Linked DNA regions of Xenopus laevis: region 2 is linked to region 1. Evidence: chromatin contacts called from public Hi-C data. All regions are on one chromosome and are shown on one strand. Each heading gives the region's core, a stretch centred on a gene start, on an enhancer-like site or on the middle of the called end of the contact. The rest is flanking DNA. Distances are from core to core; before and after follow the strand shown. Region 1 holds the start of LOC121398708. Region 2 overlaps pip5k1c.S (phosphatidylinositol-4-phosphate 5-kinase, type I, gamma S homeolog).

Region 1 (6,196 bases), core at 999-3,498:
AACTACTTACATAAAGTGACAAAATAAATTTTTACTGTTTCATTTACTGAATAAATTAATAAAGTTAATTTACAGCAACCTCTGTTGGTCTTTTTCAAATAATGTAGTGAAGAATTCTGTGGTACTAGAATGGGCAATTGAATCCTTTACATTAAACAGACAGAGCAAGTAGTCTGGCTGAAGCGTAACTCCTGATTAATCCCTCAGGCCCCTAATACATAAGCTTTATTACATTTTGTATTCATTATACAAGCCAGTAGGACAAGCTGCATCATTAAGGGTTTCACTAAAATCATGTATATATACTGTATTATTTATGAAAATGGCTTATTTTTATGAAGGCTTTTAAATATGGGCTGTTTAAAGTGATATATTTTTAAAGATACTTTTTTTTTTTTTTAACAATTCTTTTATTGTGCAATTATAGCAATACAGAAAGACAGTTGTATAATAGCATAGCATCTTTGTTTTCCTTTTCATTAACCAAATAAACAATCTTTACAAACATTAACCAGCATGATGTCATCATTCACTTTCAGGTTATTATACACAGGTTCATTCCAATTACTTATACATAAAAAAAAACAGTGTAACATACAGGTATGTTCTTCTATTTTTAAAGATACTTAGTGGTATCATGTGGGTAATCATACTTTAATTGTGAACACCCACTGTGTTATTACACATAAACCTAGAAATCCCACGCAACACAGGAGATCAATTTAAAAAACTTTATTTTAGCAACAAAGGAAAACAAGATAAATTCAGGGTAAAGAAAAATTATACAACCTTCAATAAGTCTTCAGACTAAAGTTGGCTGTAGATTGGGTGAGCCTCTGATTAACATATGGGTCAAATGGATACCATATAAATGGTCAACAGTCTGAATAACTGGAACTGCAGGAAGTAAAGAGGAGCTGCGGACCCTCCGATCGGATCATCCCTCCAGCATACACATACCAAAAAATTGTACAAAACTTTATTTTTGTGATCAAATTGATATGTGTATGCCCGTAGCTCCTCTTCACTTTATCATCTGTTGATGCATTATATACTGGCTGTTGGCATCAACAGATGACATTTTCAAATGTCCGATCAGATTGTCCCACTACAAGGCAGTTCGTCTCACAAACGGTCAGTTGTTTAGCCAGTTGTTTAAATTAACGCTGTGCTGCGCCCATAGCAGGGCCAGAAACCAAGACAGTTGATATCCATCTATATATCTGTATCAGACGGTGCCATAAAGATTGGAGCTGCTTTCTTTGATCTGGTTCTGGTGTTGGTGTATTATATGGCACAGATACTGGTGCATTAGGTTGCTGAACTGAGCTTACCAAATATGCACTTGGATTCATCTTAAAACCATGCTTCACTGGCATCGCCATTGGTCTGTTTTCACTCCTAGGCAACTGGGTGGCTGCTTTAGACTTAAATGCGTCAATCATATATAGTTTCAGTTTGTTTTTGGTAGCATGCTGGTATTCTGTATTTACTTTCATATTTATCCTAGGGGTTGTAAGATCATGTTGAAAAAAGATCTTTTTAAGAACAGATCTTTTTGATCTTTTTGTAGCCTTTTTGTACAATTTTCTATTGATCCATTCAGTAAAATACTGGGTACTACTGTAAATCCCAGGACGTTGCTTTCGGGCACATCCTGATCCCCAGCTTGTCACTCCAACCACAGCAAAGTCACTAAATTTTGTCCTACACATAAGAGGTCCTCCACTGTCACCCTGAAAACAAGAACAGTACACTGCGTTAAACACTGTTTAGTTTATAGCATGGACATACAGGAAAGAAATTTAGTGGTAAATGTGATATCACTAGTTTTGGTGTTGTGCCACCATACTAAATTATTATTTCTAAAGAAGTCTACTTACAAATAGTGATATATAATAATAGGATTATAGAGTACTTAAAATTAACTAGGGGGATTACTTTTCACTTGGAAAAAGTCAAAATACCAAAATGTATCTCTTACCTGGCAGCTGTCAATCTTCCCTTCCTTATGGCCAGCACACAGGTTGTATTCTTCTATCTTACCATTATACCATTCTGTGCTGTTGCAAAGCGGCCTAGGGATAAGTGTCACACCGGCTTCTTGAAGGATGTCAGATGATTCTTTAGCTAAATACAATAAATACATTAAATACATATCTCTTTGAGAAAAAGTAAAAGTAATTTGTAGTAGCACTTACAAACTTCTTTAAACAGATACTTACAGTTTTCGCTAAGAACACCCCATCCTGCTACTTGACATTGAGTCATGTGCTCAACATTAATTGATTTAGAAGGAAAACAGGCTGGTTGGATGTAGTCATTAAATTTGATGGTCTCATTCAAATGAAGAAGAGCCATGTCATATATTTGTTTCCCTTCTCCTGAGTACTCTTCATGTACTACCAACTTCTTGATTTTTCGGATCTGGGTGTGTGGACCCAACTGAGAAAGCTGGTGGGCTCCAAATACCAGTCTCAGACTATGGAATTTTCTGAAACAAGAAGATATTCGTATTCAGTAATGTCCTATCGTATCTGTCATTATTTGTGTGACAACTAATAGAAATAATAAAACTTACTCTTTGAAATGGTTGAAGCAGTGAGCTGCTGTCACCACCCATTGGCTATTCAAGATGGTACCACCACAGAAATGTGAATAGCTGGTACCTTTACTGTACTGGATGCTTACTATCCAGGGCCAGGCTCCTGGCTGGGCATTTACACCTCCAATTATACGGGAGCCACGTTGAATGTTTTCTACTAGAGGTCTTTTTCCGCAATCTGTGGGAGAGAATTCAGTGGTAGTCAAAATCACTAAAAACAGATATGGGATTTGGGGTTTTCTGGATAACTTGTCTCACAGTAATACAGAATAGCATGTTAAAAATCCAAAAAAAAGTTAAACTTTAAAAATCATTACAATAGTTTTAGATACAATTCGTCATACAATTACAAACAATTCAGGAGGAAGTCAATAGTGAATATTTTAGTTGGGGCACATGTATGTAGAACACCACAGTGCTGTGAGTGCTGTGAGTACATATTTTGGCAGTGGAGTGCGGATACTCATTGGACTGATATAGATAGATAGATAGATAGATAGATAGATAGTATATACCTAATTAAACATGTGTTAATTTCACTTGCAGCTTACAGTCTAAGGTTCCTATCACACACATGTAAAACTTACGGTCAATATCTATCAGGAGTCAATTAACTTAATTAGAATACTCAGATAAAGCCATGCAGACTTCAATGTATTTATAAAGCTGTATAATGATTGATTATATGTGTATGTGAAGCCAAATATAAAATTAAAGTATAAAAAGTTTAAAAGCTGAAGAAACCTGTGTAATCACTTAATAATCACTGCATTTTACACAGCATTTTGCTTTTAAACCTAAATGTATCCTATTGAATTCAATGATTAGTGCTATAGCAAATAAAAGAAAAACTAGGTGTCAAAAATATATGCCCTCTAAAAAGAAGATCTATATGCCCAATTCCTCCCGATATTACTTACCACAAGTCTTACAGGTTTCAGAAAAAATTAAATAAATTAATGAAAGGGATATTAAAAAAATCACTTCAAGCTTTATAGGTAGTCTTGCCATCTTCAAAGCTCAAAAGCAAATGAGTGTTTAGAGGAAGCTGTGCTTGATGTCAGTTTAGCATTATGACATCATCAGGATTAAGCAAGATTTCATTATGACATCACAATAGAAATCATGGCTTCTAAGGCTGAACCTGGGCTGAAGCTAAAACATTAGCATATTAATTGAGAAACGATGGGGCTATTTATAAAGGTGTATAAAAGATGAGTAATTTTAATATAACATTGCCACATTAACACAATGGTAGACATTGTAAACTCCCATGTATTTTTAGAGCTGTGTTATGATTATATGCTTACATGTATGCAATTATAAACAAAAAACCTGTGTAATCAATTAATCATCACTGCATTTTACACAGCATTTTGTCTTTGAGTCTGAATGTGTCCCATTGAATTCAATGATTGGTGCTATAACACATAAAGGAAAAACTAGGTGTCAAATATAAACAGCTTCTAAAAATAAATCCTACATGCCCTGTTCCTCTCAATATTACTTACCACATGTTTTGCAGGTTTCAGAAAAGATTAAATAAATTAATGAAAAGAATATTAAAAAAATAACTTCAAGCTTCAGAGACAATCTCGCCATCTTCAAAGCTCAAAAGCAAATGAGTGTTTATAGGAAGCTGTGCTAGATGTCTGTTTAGCATTATGACATCATTGGGATTCAGCAACATGTCTATTATGACATCACAATAGAAATCTTGTCTTATAATGCTGAAACTGGGCTAAAGCTAAAACATTTGCATATAAAATGAGAAACATTGGTGCCTATTCATAAAGGTGTCTTATGATGAGTAATTTAGGTATAACATTGCCACATTAACGCAATGGTAGACATTATAGACTCCCGTGCTTTTATAGAGCTGTGATATGATTATATGCTTACATGTACCCGATTATAGACAAAAAAACCTGTGTAATCAGTTAATCATCACTGCATTTTACACAGTGTTTTGTCTTTGAGCCTGAATGTGTCCCATTGAATTCAATGATTGGTGCTATAACACATAAAGGAAAAACTAGGTGTCAAATATAAACAGCTTCTAAAAAGAAATTCTACATGCCCTGTTCCTCTCAATATTACTTACCACATGTTTTGCAGGTTTCAGAAAAGATTAAATAAATTAATGAAAAGAATATTAAAAAAATAACTTCAAGCTTTAGAGAGAGTCTCGCCATCTTCAAAGCTTAAAAGGAAATGAGTGTTTAGAGGAAGCTGTGTTAGATGTCTGTTTAGCATTATGACATCATCAGGATTCAGCAAGATGTCTATTATGACATCACAATATAAAACTTGTCTTATAATGCTGAACCTGGGCTGAAGCTAAAACATTTGCATATTAAATGAGAAACGTTGGTGCCTATTTATAAAGGTGTGTAAAAGATGTGTAATTTAAGTATAACATTGCCACATTAACACAATGGTAGATATTATAAACTCCCATGCTTTTATAGAGCTGTGATATGATTATATGCTTACATGTACCCGATTATAGACAAAAAAACCTGTGTAATCAGTTAATCATCACTGCATTTTATACAGTGTTTTGTCTTTGAGTCTGAATGTCTCCCATTGAATTCAATGATTGGTGCTATAACACATAAAGGAAAAAATAGGTGTCAAAATATATGGCCTCTAAAAAGAAATTCTACATGCCCAATTCCTCCCAATATTACTTACCACAAGTTTTGCAGGTTTCAGAAAAGATTAAATAAATTAATGAAAAGAATATTAGAAAAATAACTTCAAGCTTTAGAGAGAGTCTCGCCATCTTCAAAGCTTAAAAGCAAATGAGTGTTTAGAGGAAGCTGTGTTAGATGTCTGTTTAGCATTATGACATCATCAGGATTCAGCAAGGATGTCTATTATGACATCACAATAGAAATCTTGTCTTATAATGCTAAACCTTGGCTGAAGCTAAAATATTTGTATATTAAATGAGAAACATTGGTGCCTATTTATAAAGGTGTGTAAAAGATAAGTAATTTAGGTTTAACATTGCCACATTAACGCAATGGTAGACATTATAAACTCCCGTGTATTTATCGCGGTGTTATAGACAAAAAACCTGTGTAATCAGTTAATCATCACTGCATTTTACACAGCGTTTTGTCGTTGAGTCTGAATGTCTCCCATTGAATTCAATGATTGGTGCTATAACACATAAAGGAAAAAATAGGTGTCAAAAATATATGTCAATTCTACATGCCCAATTCCTCCCAATATTACTTACCACAAGTTTTGCAGGTTTCAGAAAATATTAAATAAATTAATGAAAAGAATATTAAAAAAATAACTTCAAGCTTCAGAGACAATTTTGCCATCTTTAAAGCTCAAAAGCAAATGAGTGTTTAGAGGAAGCTGTGCTAGATGTCTGTTTAGCATTATGAAATCATCAGGATTCATAGAAGAATCACCGGCACACAGGAATTCAGTTAGCAGGGCAAGCCCATGCAATTTTATTAATGCAGTGCAACGTTTCGGGGCAGGGGCGTGCCCTGAAACGTTGCACTGCATTAATAAAATTGCAGCTCTCCAGTTGTTGCTATAAATTGATTTGAATAAGGGACTCGA
Region 2 (6,919 bases), core at 1,400-3,899, 72 kb before region 1:
AGCAAGGTTGAACAGGACTAAAATCAGTTGAGTATCCAACTGAACCCAAATGAGTCAGTCAAATGAACTCAACTGTGCTCTAAGAGGGCTACCTTTAAAGAGTTGCCTGTTATGCCTCTTGATTTCTTATCCTTGAAATTTGAAGAATAAATCAAGCAGCAATCAGCTGCTCTATGAGTGAAGCTGAAAAACTGTCATCAACAGTATAGTGTTTCATGCATTAATTGCTTCTATAGTACAGAATATGCAGCCAGGATCCAGCTTGTTGTACAGGCCCTTACTGACTTACTACAGTCCTATGTTGCAAAGCTTTCCTTGTGTCCTTCTGGGAAGCAACACAAGTGTTGTGCGGGTCGGGGTTTCCCTGCAAATCACCCTGCACCCATCTGTCCCTCCACCTGCGCCAGACTTCCGGGTTCCTTTTATAGACCTGCCCGCCAAGGATGTCACAAAAGACCTGGACGAGCAGGCGCACTTCTATAAAAGTTAAACCCGGAAGTTGGCATTTGTAGGGTTGCAGACGGCCCGAACCAGCCCGACCCCCGGGTATCGCCCACACATCACTACTGTCAGTAGTATTTTCTCTTTGAGATCCATCCAAACTGCTATAAGATTATCCTAAAAAGGAACACTGATGGAGCCCACTAATGGTGCTTCTAATGCTACTAGTGCACCAAATAGTTATTTCAAAACAGAATTAATCACAGCATTTAGACAGCAATAATCAAAACAAAATACAGCTAGAACTGTTGTGTTTTTTTGTTGAGAAGCTAAGCTTAGCCTTGCATTTTGAATGTTATCCTACATATTGCTCAGGTAACTGACATCCACAGATAGCAGATCCGCTTCTCTCAGCCTCACAAAACGCAGACGAAGAGCAGCAGAGCCAATTTTCCATCTGACCATGGCCGTATTGATTTTTCCTACTTTCGTCTTATACACAGTAAAAAAGGAGACAGTAAATCCTTTAACCAATGCAGGGGTGCTTCGCCAATGAGGCGAGTTGAGGCTGCTCCTGGTACTTTAAGAGCAAATTTCCAGGGGAGGGGGGGCAGCAGCAACTGCTGCTGCCTCAGGCGGTGGAGGGGCCAGGATCGCCCCTGAACCAATGTATAGTATTTTTTCATTCTTATTTAGCTGTCCATGCCCAATAATCTACAATATTTACATACTTGTGTTAGGGCACAGCCAACGCTAATGCAAAAACTAAGGGAAACAGATACTCACAAGATAGATGTCAAATACAGAGGAATTGTCATTATCCCATTCAAGGGTGCTCTGTTCAGATGTTTGATAGGCGCTGTCTTCCAGTGTGAATGTTGAACTTGAAGGCAGGCCTTTTCTGGAATCAAAACAAATCTAGTCAGAAAACATCAGAATGTTCAGCCTGTGTGAGCTCACTTAGATTCTTCAAATCATTTTCAATATATTGCATTTTGTATTTCCTTAAACAAATGAAAGTATGCTAGTAACCCATTCTTTACTACTGAAAATTATTTTTGGAAAATATATAGTCTTAAAAGAAAACTGCAGCACAACCCTTGTATCAGTCCTCCAAGGAAAGATTCAGCCTTTTACACATTTTATAATCAACATTGTATGTCTCTTCACAAAGAAATCATGCTCAATTCAAATTGTAGGTGTTTCAAATGCATTCAGCAGTCAAAATCACCAATGTTGCCTCCCTTTCACTTGAATGAGAAGCATTTGACAACACTGGTACAGGCATGGGACCTGTTATCCAGAATGCTTGGGACCTGGGGTTTTCCGGATAAGCGGCCTTTCTGTAATTTGTATCTTCATTCTTTAAGTCTACTAGAAAATCATGTAGATGTTAAATAAATCCAATAGGCTGGTTTTGCTTCCAATAAGATTTAATTATATCTTAGTTTGGATCAAGTACAAGGTACTGTTTTATTATTACAGAGAATTTTTTTTAAAAAAAATTTGATTATTTAGATAAAATGGAGTCTATGGGAGACGGCCTTTCCGTAATTCTGAGCTTTCTGGATAATGGGTTTCCAGATAATGGATCCCACACCTATACTGGGTTTTAAAGCACCAAACGTTCACTAAATTCTCTAGTGAGCATTTTCAGGTCAAATATCAGGGCTGCCCTTCATGTTGTTCCCATTCAAGTGAATGGCAGGTAGGAGTAGTTGTTTTGCACAGAAATATGCCAGCCCAGCAGAGACCGCATACAGTGTGCCATAGCCCATACTGTTTGGTAAGTAGGCAGTAAATACACATATATAGATTCATTCTTTTCATTATGAAAGCATTTTTTACTTGTGTACATAAACACAGAGAAGCAAGTGAAAGCAACAACCACTTGTGCATGGGGATTGGGTATATATTAATACGTGAAGGGATAGATTTGTAGCTTCTGAGTGAACTTTTTAGTACACCATAGTGACTACCCCCTGATTTACTCAAAGAAATGTTTGCTGATACATAGCTTCAAACCCAATGACGTAAAACTGTGCAGTCAGGCTGAACAACACGACAAGAGGCGGATAGAGATTAAGAATAGCTGTCTCTGCAAGTGAGGTAACAAAAGAAAAGCATACAACAAAAATGTGAGCTCTGGAGAACCAAGCCAGAGGAGAAAGAACCATCCTACTGTAAAGGATTGAAAAGAAGCCGAAAGGCAAACATAATGCAGCTGCTGGTGTAACAATAACAGCTGCACTTTCCCAGGTATATTGCCAGCTTCTGGGTAAAATGTGTATATACTGAAATAGCTAGCAGCATTGAAACTGCTTTCTCTGTGTGACAGACCTGAGATATTTAAGTACTTAAGAACAAGTTTTTCTAGATTTAGATATCCTGGGTATGAATCATAACAGTCTTTAACACAAACTGTAATACCAAAGGGCTGATTAGCTAACCTAGCACATAGTCAGCCATTTCTTACACTACCGTCTACATCAAACTTACTGTTGCTTGGTTTGCTTTTTGATAACTTTATTGCAATATTGCACCTATGCTAGTATATTTGCCCCATCTGTAGAATACGTCACACAGAATGACTTTTGTTATAAATAATATATACAAAACACCAATACAAGGTCAAAGAACATATGTTTCCACTAAAATATTTGTTGGAACAACAATCTTTATTGGAATAAAATATAAAAAGTAAAAACCATCATCCATAAATATACCTAGATAACTTGGAAGAGTTAGAACCAGAGACCAGAGAAATTGAGAGTGAGTTGAGCCAATTAAGAAAAATGCATTCAATGATGTGAAGTATTATGTATGATGCACAGATTTTGCCCTGTACTGATAAACTCTTATTATTCATTCACCGGTAATGTATGTAGGGATAACATTTTGGCAGTATTGTGTAAAGTGGCTTCTAGGGACAACTTATATAAAATAACATGTTTTATGGTATAAGGCAGTGATCCCCAGGCTTTGGCTTGTGAGCAACATGTTAAAACCCATTCTCTTTGCCTAAGCTGGCATCTGGTTGTTTCAGATCCTGCTCATGCCCTTCCATGCATTTTGATCCTGGTTTTTGACTTGTCCTTTGACTACGAAACTCGATGCATGTCCTGACCTCTGCCTGTTTTGTCTTCTCTTTGCCGGATCCTTGCCTGTACCTCATCTAGAACCTCTGCACTCTGAAGTTGGTAAGTTCCCAGCTAGAAAAACAGCAGAAAGTTCCAGGTTTCCAAAAAGGCATCAGTCAAAACCGGGACTAGTTGGGCTCTCCTGCCTTACAGAAGAGTCGGCTCAATGCCAGCAAGCTAACCCCAGATTCCTGCTTAACAAGGTACGTTACAAGAATAAAATGCATGGATAGTTTTGATATGGAATGTAGCTGAATGAGATTGTTATCAGTCCTGCAAGGGCCTGAGTTTATTGAGTTCTTCCTGAGCTCTGTAGAATTGCTGCTGAGACAGCTATCACTTTTACATGTCACAGAAGTGACAAAAGACAGGTGTCTATAAAATAAATCCCAGCACTGCTGTTTTCAGTTTCAATTACTGCTGACAGGCATCAACAACTATAAAACTGCCTCATTTATTGAATGCTTACTAAAAGTAAATATCATGCAATGTCTCCTGCATCAGCAAATGTCACTGGAGCTGGTTAGTGTTTCCCTAGCAGGATACAATCAATAAACTCTCCCATCTGCTGTCACTAGCAAATTGTTCCAAACACTGCTTGGCTTTACGTCTGTTTCAGTTTTTGACAGAGAGGGAGTTTCAGAGCTACGTGAAGCAGCACTATTTCTACACCCTATTTTTAAGTTTAATTGTTTTTTTTAATTGCTATTTAAACTGCAAAATAAAGGATTTAGAAGGGAAACTCTTTACAGATATAAAAAGTGTTTTATGCCGCTAAGTTCTATGTGCAGGAAATTCACATTGTAAAGGCTGGGATTGTGCAACTGCTTTTATTCTTTTCTGATTATTTCAAGAGAAAAGATGACCCAATTGGTTTGTATAGTGGATTTCATAGTAATGTTTGATTAGTACTGTTAACTATTTATCTTGAAAATATTTAAATACACCTGGGAACTGACTTTTATTATAAATGTGTGGTGTTCTGATATAAAGGAGCGCTAACCTGGTAAAAGGCACATGATGCATTTTCTTTGCCATGGAGATCATGGAGCATCAATTTCCTTGTTTATAAAAATATTTATTCTTCAAACTAACAGCCCCACAAAAAAAGGGCACAATGTAAAATCACTCTGCATTGCTAACAGTTTAACTTAAAGCATACTGCGGACTGCCCTGATTCTTAAGTATCTGGTAGTACGCAACTAAATTTATTGTCTGTTCCACATATATGATTTAAGGTGCTGATTAGCGATGGGCGAATTTGACCCATTTCTTTTCACCAAAAAATTCGCCGCCAGCAAAATGTCGCAGACCCCCATTACAGTCTATGGGTGTTGAAAATTTTTTGTAGCGTGGTAAAATATTGTTATAAATACATTTTTTTTGATGCACCATAAAAGTCTATGGGCGTCATTTTCGCGCCAAAACAAGGCGAAAAAATTCGCCCATCCCTAGTGCTGATATCCTGGCTGGTTAGTATATTACATACAAGAGAAGCAAAGCTGGATTTGATGGTGGGCTGCCTCTAGGCTGCCTGCATCTAACATCCGGCCGGCATTACTGAGGCTAGGACTCCCTTGCAAATGAACACAAGTAGGCAACAATGCAATTTCAATAGCAATCTCCTTGCACTTTTTCAATTAAAGATTGCAAACAAGCTCTTAAGATGTAAGGTGCCCATATATGCACCGATATTATTGTACAAAAGATCTTTCGTACAATAATCTTTGCGTGTTTTATGGGAGACCGATATCGGTAAAAAGCCTTGGATATCAGTTGTCTAGACGATCAGGCAGGACTGAAAATTTTGATTGGGCACCTTCGAAGGTGCCCCAACATCGTTATGTTAATGCTGAATCATCAGATGGAGCTAAAGAATTGTTTTTGTTTGTACCTGCATATCTGACAATTCAGCTCTTGAAGGAGAAGGAACTTTTACCGAGGAGACAAAGGATGCGACGTGTACATGGCCAACATGGCAGCCACAAACTCAGTAATGGGGAAAAACTTCAGTGGCACGGTGTAAGTGTGGGAAAACATTTTGGCTGGTGACACTATAACGGTTCAGGAGGGGTGTGATCAGGCAACAGTTTAAGATAGGTAATAAAAATGACCTCTTCTTTTCCTTTAACGTTAGTAGAGTGGATGAAAGTTCTTTCGTATAACCATAATTGTAGCATGTATGGCCTCCTTTATGCTTAATGCCAATGGCTAGATAGGTTATCAGCTGTGAATTTAAATACTATCACTAAGACATCTGGGAAGTAGGCAAACCAGTTTTGCAACTGCCTGACTCCACTTATAGCCTGACGACTTAATGGATTGTCTGTCATGTTTAGAACTACTTTGTCCTTACAGCTGAAAATCAGCAGCAGTCTTAACCTTTAAAACATTTTTGTTATCTATTATCTTTTACCCTGTGTAGGAACATGTCCCATAAATCATGTCATGTCATGTTAAAAAGTAAGTGTGTACCCGACTGTATAACAACCAAAGTACACAATGTATATATATATATATATATAAAAAAGGTCTGCTTGGGCACACAAAATAAGGGGAAATGTGTCTAAAGAATTAAGTGCACACTTCATGCGCCATTAGTAATAGCAACTGAAAAATTCTGATCGCAATTACAGGAAAAAAATATTCACTGTGGGTAAAAGCCATGCAAGCTGCATTTGAGATTGCACTTTGCGGTCTTGATATGTTAGTGTGTGTGTCAATAGTAGAGACATTAGTTTATAAACTGCACTGGGTCAACATCGATAAATTGTAACACACTCCTGCCATAAAAATAATTGAATGGATTTTTCAATAAACGCTGTCCAGTTCTTTCCAGATTATCTGGATTTAAAGGGGTTTTTCAACTTCAAACAACTAGTTGTTTTCAGATAGATCACCAGAAATAAAGACTTTTTCCAATTACTTTCTATTTTCTAAGTGTCCCCGTTTTTCTAATATTTAGGTGTAAAGTGTCATTTTTCACCTTCTAAAGCAGCTCTGGGAGGGGGGTCGCCGACCCTGTAAACTGTTCTAAATTGATACAATTAGTTGATATATTTCTTATATTTGTCCCTGCTGAGCAGAATCTCTGGGTTTCATTACAGGCAGCTGTTAGAATTGATACAATAGTTGCTAATATTCCAGAGATGCTGCTGAGAAATGTATCAACTAAATGTAGCAAAATTGTAACAGTTTAGAGTCTGCACCTGAATTAGTGAGCTGCCAGACTCAAACACCAGAGACACGAACATTCACCTTTAAACTTAGATTTTGGAAAAACAGTAAAAAAATAAATAATGGAAAGTAAATGAAAAAAGTGATTATTTCTGGGGAAC

The links. Hi-C and Micro-C count contacts between places; a contact is called where the count stands out from the background.
Region 2: a Hi-C map of the XTC cell line shows a contact between it and region 1, with 4 times the contacts expected there. The contact joins the enhancer-like site here to the promoter of LOC121398708 in region 1. A contact is called at or near these places in 2 of 4 Hi-C or Micro-C datasets (the XL177 cell line and the XTC cell line).

Annotation. Positions count from the first base shown.
Region 1 is chr1S:119,265,996-119,272,191 of Xenopus_laevis_v10.1, reverse strand. It overlaps LOC121398708, which reads right to left and starts at 2,248. Exons shown (of 2, transcript XM_041577658.1): 1 at 1,985-2,248; 2 at 432-1,736. The coding sequence starts at 2,158. The coding sequence ends at 1,161.
Region 2 is chr1S:119,337,716-119,344,634 of Xenopus_laevis_v10.1, reverse strand. pip5k1c.S (phosphatidylinositol-4-phosphate 5-kinase, type I, gamma S homeolog) reads right to left here. Exons shown (of 15, transcript NM_001089262.1): 14 at 1,228-1,342. Among protein-coding and RNA genes, the nearest start is that of MGC68999, 32 kb to the left of the region's middle. Within about 2 kb of position 2,649, at least 1 of the 7 cell types and tissues checked has an H3K27ac peak or open chromatin away from gene starts, as enhancers often do.